Regions from separate parts of the Mus musculus genome. Here region 1 is linked to region 2. The links are chromatin contacts, called in public Hi-C maps. All regions are on one chromosome and are shown on one strand. Each heading gives the region's core, a stretch centred on a gene start, on an enhancer-like site or on the middle of the called end of the contact. The rest is flanking DNA. Distances are from core to core; before and after follow the strand shown.

What was found. A called contact is a pair of places that touch in the nucleus more often than the background predicts.
Region 1: a Hi-C map of uterus shows a contact between it and region 2, with 2.9 times the contacts expected there. The contact joins two enhancer-like sites. A contact is called at or near these places in 1 of 15 datasets of contacts at CTCF or cohesin (the NIH/3T3 cell line), 5 of 484 Hi-C or Micro-C datasets (bone marrow-derived macrophages, embryonic stem cells, myocytes and 1 more), 2 of 115 datasets of contacts at active chromatin or transcription factors (both in embryonic stem cells) and 2 of 9 other capture datasets (adipose tissue and embryonic stem cells).

What each region holds. Positions count from the first base shown.
Region 1 is chr13:94,103,234-94,108,238 of GRCm38.p6, reverse strand. All of the region lies in intron 1 of Lhfpl2 (lipoma HMGIC fusion partner-like 2), which reads right to left. Among named protein-coding and RNA genes, the nearest start is that of Lhfpl2, 48 kb to the right of the region's middle. Within about 2 kb of position 1,583, at least 20 of the 459 cell types and tissues checked have an H3K27ac peak or open chromatin away from gene starts, as enhancers often do. A contact at or near this core is called in uterus, where this site is marked.
Region 2 is chr13:93,845,587-93,850,256 of GRCm38.p6, reverse strand. All of the region lies in intron 4 of Arsb (arylsulfatase B), which reads right to left. Among named protein-coding and RNA genes, the nearest start is that of Mir5624, 57 kb to the right of the region's middle. Within about 2 kb of position 2,881, at least 5 of the 459 cell types and tissues checked have an H3K27ac peak or open chromatin away from gene starts, as enhancers often do. A contact at or near this core is called in uterus, where this site is marked.

The DNA.
Region 1 (5,005 bases), core at 334-2,833, 260 kb before region 2:
AACTAAACTCATGGCTTCATTTTAATGAGTATGCTCCTTAAAAAGCTAAAAAGAAAGACACCAGCACTAAAGCCAAATGTTGAAGCTTAAGAGTTCTCACAATGATGTCTGCCTGCCCAAGGAAAAAAAGGCAAAGAATGTGGGGTTCAGAGACCCAGGCCCAAAGCCCCAGATACTCAAGGGCTGAACAGGAATGCTAACACCACAAGTTCAAGACCAGCCTTGGCAACATGCACAGGGAAAATAAACCCCAAGGAAAATGGATTTGCGGATCCCTGAGGACGTCCCACACGCACAGAGCAGATCAGGAGAGAGTGGCAGTGGACATTTAATCTAAAGTTAAAGTCAGAGAAGTTAGAGAAGCCAATGGCTCCGGGCACAGGCGGAATTCAGCAAGTCACTAAGGTAAGTTCCTAAATCTTTCTGGGTGGACCTGTATACACCTGCAATCTCACCTCTGAGGAGCCTGAGTCAGGAGGACAGAAAGCCTCAGGCCAGCTTCAAGTACAAGAGAGCTAGTCTCAAAAATAATAAACAAGAATCAGGAGAGGTGGCTCAGTGGTTAAAGGCATTTGCTGCTCCTGCAGAGGACCAGAGTTCCACTCTCAGCACCTACACAGCAGCTCACAACCATCCATAGCAATAGCTCCAATTCCAGGGGATCCAACACTCTCTTTTGATGTCTGTGGGCATCAGACATACGTATGGTAGCATATAAATACCTTCACGCAAAACACTCATGCACATAAAATGATTTTTTGAAAGAATTAAAAAATAAACAAATAAAATTCCAAAACCTTTACCCTAAAAATGGAATGTGGAAAAACTCATGAAGTTCTCAAAATTACCAACACACATAAAAATAAAAACCGGGGCTTTTACCGCTTGAATTCCTCTCTGCTAAGCACCTTCCACAGCTTTCTGTTTCCACGGCTGAGAAAACCTCCGCGTTCTTTGGTGCGAGTGTTCGCTAGCCCTGGAAGTTTGTCTCTTTTGAGGTCAGTGGGAGGCAGGCAGATGGGCCAGCCACTATGCAGTAGGAGGAAGATCTGGATGTAATTTGCAGAAGGAGAAGCCAATGGCTCCAGGCTCAGGGGGAATTCAGCAAAGTCACCAAAAGCTATGTTCACTGTGGTTTGGCATCCCACAAAGAACCTTTTCTTTGACTTTTCAATTTTTATCATTCTAGGCTCATACTGGAGCCAGATGATTCTACTGGCTTCTTCCAGACAATCTGCTTAACTCTGTAGAGTCAAGAGTGTCCAGTAGCCCAGATCTAAACATCCTTGCGGTACAACAGTTGCGCGTGGATCGTGTTTCTACACCGAATCGTGGCCGTTTGGTGGCTTCTCTGGGCTTTAGCCAGCCAATTGCCTTCTTCACGCCATCCTCTGAAGAGAACACATGCTGTTTTCTACAAGGAGAACTTCTCTGATTGTATCCCTCCCATTTACCCCTCGACCTGCAGACGCAGTACTACCACACAAGGCAGGAGTCACCACAGAGCTCAGCATTTAACATCAATGGCCGCAAACAAAGGACTGACTATTCTTCTGATCTCCTGAGATATGAGTACTAACCTGAGTGGTTAATAAATCTGGAACACTGCGAAAGACCATTTTGGTCGCCCTCCAAGCAGACTTACTTAAGCGACCTAATTTTTATGTTCCACTTTGAAGATCTCCTCGACAGAAATTCCACAATTTCCACGAGTTGCTTAACTCATGGTTTCATTTCTTTTGGCATCAATGGGGACTGTTTTAGCTTTTTTTTTTTTTAAGTGAAATGAGAAAGAGATTTCCAGATGGAGTTAGGTGGAATGGTGTCAGAAGCCACGCACCCGAAAGTCCCCTGGAAGACGCTTTCCAGACAAACAGGGCATCGCCTTAACGCCGGCTCTCTTGATAGACAGCCAGGAGGTAGCCTATGCCCTCAACGGCAGGTCCACAGAAGGTGCCTGGATTCCCAAGAGCACACATGCTGCTGGCTCCAAGGCAGGTCTGCGATGAATCTGCACTGAAAATCTAAGTTCACAAACTCAATGACACCACAGCTGCTGGGGAGCAAGTGTGCAATAAAGACGTGTGTTCTGGTCACTAGAGACGATCTTCTCTGGGTCTTCCAAATTTCTCAAATAAAGAAAGAAACCTGGGGGGAGGGTTATATCCTTTCCTACTTTAATAGTTTCTGTTCCCTAAGAGTATTATATTGCGTTTTCTGACATTCTTTTAAAGAAGAACTTCCCACCATGCTACAACCCTTCTGGAGACTTTGCCCTCGGCTTTCTGGAATTCTTCAATGAAACTCGAAAGCCATGTTTACCTGACCCCCAATGCTACCCTAATGAAACCTCTGTTTTTCGTTCTTTGAACTCTTCTCCCCCTCTTTCCTTATCATGCCCTCTGGGAAGGAAAGGCAAGTACAGGGGTTGGCTGGACCTCAACTGGTAAATACCAGCAAAACTGAGTTTGAACAGTTTCTCAGAACTTGGACAGAGTCACAAAGATATGAATTATGCTCCCTTCTCCGGCACGGCTGCTGCGTTTCACCTGCAGAAAGAATCAATTAAAGATAGGACACGCCAGCACATTGATTTTATTTCTCTCTCACAAGCAAAACCAAGATATCAATCACAAGAAGAATAAGAACTAACAGATTCTCATTTTTTTTTTTTAATTTTTAAAGACAGAGCAGAAAGAACCTTAGGCTGCAGAGATAGCCCACTGGGTAAAGTACTTGGCCCATAAGCATGAAGGACAGTGTTCAGGTCCCTGGTATACACAGAAAGCCAGATGGGGCTTTCTCTCTCTCTCTCTCTCTCTCTCTCTCTCTCTCTCTCTCTCTCTCTCTCTCACACACACACACACACACACACAGAGAGAGAAATATACTAGGGGTGGGGGTGTGTTCTAAGAAGCAAGGAGAAGCAAGGCTGGTTTTCTGCCAAGAGTCTGAGAGACGCTGGTTTACGATTTTGCTGCCTGGGATCCTTGAGGAAGTTTAGTTGATAATTTCCTTTCCTTGCCAGAGAGAATATTCTGTTGTGGGGAGTTTTAATTTGTTTTTCAGTTTCACTTAAAATGGTTGAATTGAACTACGTTTAGGAAGATCCGAGAGGGAGGAGTTGTGCAATGAGCATGGTTAAAAAAATAAAAGTCCCTTCTAGGCATGTAAAAATAGCTTAGTCTGGAATCCCACTACACCCAAGGCTGTACCTGATAGCCAGAACCTAGTGACATGTGCACTCAGGATAACCAGACAGAGTCTTAGAACCCCACTGGACAGTATATAAGCTGAGACCAAGAGCATCGCTCTGCTCTGCACATCTGGAGAGGCACCACCTTGACCCGCCCTGCGGCCGGACAGTCTCCCCGGGATCCCGACTCTTGAACCAGAGACTTCTCTTACAGACTGAATCTGACCTTCAGCTAAGCTATGCCACATGGGTGAGCAGCTTTGAGGAGATGGGCTTAGGATTGAGGTTGGGAATTTAGAGTGTGAAGCTTGTGTGCTGACCCTCACCGTAATAAAATATAACCTTTCTTATACCATCTGTATCTACCTTCTTGGTCCAGACAAAGTGTGAATGGGAGAAAGGGGGTGGGGCGGGGGAGACAGAGAGACAAACACACCATTCTTATCTCAGTATCTCAAAAGAGCTTCTGACTGGGGACATGTGCTTGCCCCTGGCAAAAGATCAAGGAGAGAGAAGTCCTGGAAGTGTCTGCCTAGAGTCTGAAAGCGCCTCCAGTTCCATTCCTCTCTATTTGAAAGTCTGGGTGCCCAGCAGCGGGCTTGCTCCCAAAAACCTGTCCTATCACGCGTGATCTACCAACACATGTGTGCACGTTTCGGGGAGTGGCTCATGCCCCCAGCCCCACTGCCTGCTCCTAGAAGCTATAAGGGGGAGGGGACACATATTCATCAAGAAGATACTTCTGAGAAAGTATATTCTTATGTTTTTCAAATCTCATATAATTTCTTCCACCTTTTGGAATCTGATTCTGCAAAAGAGACAGATGAGAACTGTCTTCCACCAAAGCAAGATGCCCTTCCGCCCGTGGCCTAGAAAGTGAGACAAGTTTGGTAGTTTTGCTGTTTGCCATAGCTTTGTGCTTTTCCTGCGGTATGGCCTCTGGCTATGGTCAGGTAACAATCAGAAAGATACACATACTGCAGTGCCCACTACCAAATCCTGACTCTGTGTTGACAAAGGGCCTGACTGCCTGATCAGAGCCAAGAAAGCAGTGCCTCGAAATTCCATTTACCGAGAAAACCTTTCCATTATGCTCCAGCCCAGACCTTTAAATAAAGCCTATAAGGGGATCTTTAGAAGGAAAAACAAATGAATTCCTGGAGCTTCCTCATCCTTCATCACGAATCAGAAGCTAAAGGTTGGGAGATAGCTATGGTGGAGGGAGTCATGGCTTAGCAGTAATATGAAGTACATACATCAACAAATGAGCCACTAGCTCAATTCAGACTAGAGTCTTCTTAGCCTGGAGCTACTTTTATAAGCAGGGCCCAGGATTAAAATAAGGGAACTATTTCGTTCCCACTCAAAGCCTTCTTGGTGATTACGTAGTGACTGTTAGAAGCAGCGGTGGTGCCTTTAATCTCAGCGCTTGGGAGTCAGAAGGAAGGGGAATCTCTGAGCTCAAGGCCAGCCCTTCTTGAGAAAGCCTATCTTGAAAACCAAAAAGACAACCAATTCAAAAAAGGAGTGACTTTGAAAATGTTGTCTTCATTGTGTGTTCATGCCCACATGATGAAAAGGACCTTTGGCACCGTACACCATCAGAGGTCAGAGCACCACACTGTAGAGTTGGTTTCTCTCCGTCCATCTTTATATGCGTTCTAAAGACTGAACTTGGGTTGTCGCGGTCACACAGCAACGCCATTTGCTGGGCAAAGGCAAAAAAAATGATCTGTAAACAGGGTTTTGCTCCTAGATGATAAATAAGTCTTTATTCTTACTCCAGGATGAAATCATCTCGTATCAGTG
Region 2 (4,670 bases), core at 1,632-4,131:
TAGCAAGGTTCTTCTCATTCCTTGTCATTCTTGTCACCCTAACCCAGGAAGCAATCAGGGCAGTCAATGCTTACCCTCTGGGGACAACGTCAGCAGAAAACTGAAACTGACTTCTGACTGGGACAGTCATTCAGAGCTACTTAGAGAAGGAAAGAGGACAGCAGAAAAGCGAGGGAGTGCAGCTGCATCCCTAAGAAGATCCTTGGGTTCCCCCAAGCTCTGGAAATTCCACCCCAATATGGAATGATGTTCATAAGGGCTATCTCATGCCCGAGAGGAAACTGGGGGCAGAAGAGGCAACAGCAAGCCTCTGCATTTTCAGGTAGCAGGCCACACCAGAGCATCAGGGGAGCTCAGGTCCGCTCATGAATGTTCTATCTGTTGTTGAGAAGCACACAAATGATGTGCAGGTAGTACAAAGAGTCTCTGCAACAGGGAGGACCCAGGATGGTCCTGATGGGTGAAATGGTAGATGTGCTGGGAACAGGAATGTTGCCACTGAGCAAGGACTGTGGAGCAGACACTCCCACCTCCTGCCCCGGCTCTAGGAAAGGAGCCATAAATCCACTGAGATGGCCTGCACTGGCTGTTGTTGCTGTTAACATAGATTATCACTGGCTAAATGAGTATAAAGGCGTCAACTTAGAGTTTTGGGGGCTTCAAAATCCAGGCCCATCGGTTCAGTGAAGGACTCTCTCAGAGCTGCATAAACCCATGGCAGAAAACAGGAGGACTGAAGAGATGGATGGGAGAGATTTTACAACAAAGCTACTCCTGCAGTAACGGCCTTAATCCATCCTTAGCCACATCACTTCTAAATCCCTGTCTCTCAAATATAGACACCGTGGCAATTCAATTTGGGAAGGGACATGCAAAACATCATATGAGGTGTCCCCCCACCTCTACACACACACACACACACACACACACACACACACACACACACACACAGAGCAGAACAGGAACCCAGGCCATCCTGGCTTCACTGATGAGAAGAAAAGAAGTTATGTATTACACTTCTAAATCTGAACAAAGAAATCTGTGGTTACTCTGTGGTGTAAGAGCATTTGAATTTTAACAAAGGTATTAAGCCTGACAAAGGGAAACAGTTTGCTAGACTATGTTGAGTAAAAAAAAAAAACTCCAGGACAAAACCAAAACAAACCTTGACTAATTCTGACCTCATGACATATACTAAAAAACTGAAGCCAGTTATGTTACAATTTAACAACAAAGAGACAAAGAAGTCAATTAAAACAGGAGCAAAAGGTGGGAAGAGACATCACTCCAAAGAAGGTTTATAGATGGCCAATGAACACATACAAGATACCCAGCATCACTGGTCACTAGGTAGGCACAAACCAAAACCCCAGGGATGTCACGTTTGTACCGCAGAGTACAACTGTACTAAAAACCTGATGGTGTCCATGTGGAGCCGTGACAACTAGTCATGCTGCTGCTGGAGACGCAACACTCCCCGTACATCACTATGGCTCCCTGGGAAAACATGTAGGTGGCTCTTCAGAAAGGTTCCAGATAAACTAGTTACTTTTATGCCACCACAGAAGACAATAAAGTACAGGCTCATGCTACAACATGGTAAAACATTACAGTAAGCGAAAGTGAGACATAAATGACCAAATACCACATGGTTTTATTTATATGACATGTCCGAAGCAGGAAAATCTATATAGAAACCGTAGACAGTGGCTGCAGGATTGGGAGGGACAGGAATGGGAGCAACTGATAATGGGTGCAGGATTTCTGTCAGAGCTGACAAACATGTCCTGGAACTGGATGATGACAGCAAATGCACAACTTTGTGAAAATACTACAAACTAGTAAAACAACAACAACAAAAAAACCCAAAAAAAAATCCAAAACAAACAAACAAAAAAAAACCTGCACGCTTTTTAAATGTTGTGGTATGTGAATTATACCTCAATTAGCAATTGTGTGATGTCCTAGTTTGGTTTCAGTTGCTGGGATACACAGGGTGAAGGGCTGAAGAGATGGATGGCTCTGTGGTCAGGAGGACACTCCCTGCTCTCCCAGAGGGCCTGGTTTTCTTACCAACATGCTGGCTCACAACTGTCTGGGCCTACAGTTGCTGGGGCTCCAATGCCCCTTCTAGCCTGGTGCAGTGTGTGTGTGCTACACATACACACATACATACAGGCAAACACTTATACACATCAACTAGAAACAAATCTTTAACAACACTAATGAAAAGCAACATGGGAGAAAAGGTTATTTGGCTTATACTTCATTACTGAGGGAAATCAAGACAGGAATTGAAGGCAGAAACCTGGAGCAGGAAAAGAAACAGAACTATGAAGGAGAGCTACTTGCTGGCTTACTCCCCTCCATCTTACTCAGCCTGCATCTTATACAGGAGAGGACCGAGTACCCAAGACTGGCACTGTTTCCAGTGGGATGGACTTCCTACATCAATCATTAATCAAGAAAATGCCCTAAAGGCCAGCCTGATAGAGGCGCTTTCTCAATTGCGGTTCCCTCTTTCCAAACGACCTTAGCTTGTGTCAAGTTGACATAAAACTATCCAGCCCATAAACAAAATAAAAAGGAAAGACAGATTAAAGACTTAAAAGTAAAACAAACCCCATGAAACTCTTACAGAAAAACATAAAATAATTTGTGCATCAGGATAGATCAAAGGTCTCTTAAGCTAAGTTTTTGGGACACTATGCTTGCCTATAAGAATCAGTAAGACCCATCACAGGGTTAAGAGGAAGCAGGTGATGTGACTTCAAAAGGAAAGAGTGCAGTCCCTGCTAGGCACCATTGCAATGGAGCATCCATCCCGAATGTGCTAGCCTAGACGAGGCATTTCACAAGTAGCAAAGCTCTTCCTGGTGTCACAGGAATGCACACAGCCTGCATCACAGAAACCACCCACGCTCGCCACTCTGCCTTGCCTGGTTCAGGGATGTCAGGGATGAGTCTTGAGGCTCAGGGTAGACACCTCTGGACAGGTATTTCAAACACTATCCTAACTATGAAAACCCCTAGGTTTTGGGACACAGCCAGTTTGTCATGCTTTCACTGGTCTGTCACATTGACTTGGCTTCTTATAAATAAAGCACACATGCACATACGTGTGCACAGACCGGCAGCTATGTCCTGGAGCCAGTGAGTCTCTCTCAGCTTCAGTGACCTTACTTTGAAACCCCGTTTCTCAGTGGAGTCCTTTGAGGGCAAGTTGATCCCGATAAAACATGCATCAGGCATGAGAAACACAGGATTCAGTTTTGGAAAGCTTTCTGCATGTAGCCAGAGAGACGGCCTCATTGTTTATTCCATTTTTGGCTTCCTGAAAGTTTAAATATGAATCAAGTGGAAAATGACTTCAAAATAGATAAGGGATTACACAAATCTTTCCTGTATTTCACATGGCCGTGGAAATACGTTAACCCTCTCAGACACGAGATGGTGTGCTGGTGGTGGTTTATTGTTTTGTTTTTAAAATTACAGATGATAAAAATCCAATTGTTCTACATGCATTTCTATGACTTTTGACAACCACGGAACAACAATCATACTCAAGAAACGGGGCACCCCAGGAGGACTCCTATGCGACGTTTCTGTATTCAAGTTATACATTCAACCCCTGTCCCTCGTTCCATGGTTATCTCTCCATCTCTAAAGTTTTGCTCCTGTGAGAATGTTTCATTAAAAATAAAATCACAGGTGTGGTGGCATGCACCTTTGATCCCAGCACTCAGGAGGCTGAGGTAGGTGGATCTCTGTGAGTTCGAAGCCAGCCTGGTCTATAGAGAGAGTTCCAGGACAGCTTGGGCTGTTACACAGAGAAACCCTGTCTCAAAAAACAATAAACAGGGACTAGAGAGATGGCTCAGTGGTTAAGAGCATCAACTGCTCTTTCAGAGGTCCTGAGTTCAAGTCCTAGCAACCACATGGTGGCTCACAACCATCTGTAATGGGATCTGATGCCCTCTTCTGGTGTGTCTGAAGACAGTGACAGTGTACTCACATAATATGATAAATAAATCTTTTTTAAAAAAGAAAAACAATAAATAAACAAACAATTTTTTGGTTTTGTACTTCATAGCACTATAATAATATAATAAACTGCCAATAAATAAATAAATAAATAAATAAATAAATAAATAAAAATTTAAAAGCACAAAGTATAATCTTGGTCTGGCTTTCTTTCCTCTGCACAATGTGTTAGGAATCCCTCCACACTGGTGTGTATGGTACACATTCCTTATACACTGTGGGAAGCCCCTAGTTAGTTATAGTTCTTTATCTGTTATCAATGAAGTTGGACTTAGCATATAGCTCAGTGGTAGGGCATTTACCAGGTATGTCTGAGGCCTTGGGCTCAACTCTAAGCACTGAATGAAAATGCTACAAGCACAAAGTGTAAATTTTAAATTAAAAAAAAAAATCTTTTGAAACAAGGTTTCATGTTTCTTAGTTTGACCCCAAAGTATGTAGTGGAGGATGACCCGCCGGGCCCTCCTCCTCCACCCAAGTCCTGGCACTGTGGGAGGGCACCATCACAGCTGCTGGAGTGGTGCTGGGGACCAAATCCAGGCTTTCAAGATGCTGTGCAGCTCCAAATGAGCAGCTACACAATGGAAAACTCCGGGCTTACTTTTTTTTTTTTTTTTTTTTTTTAA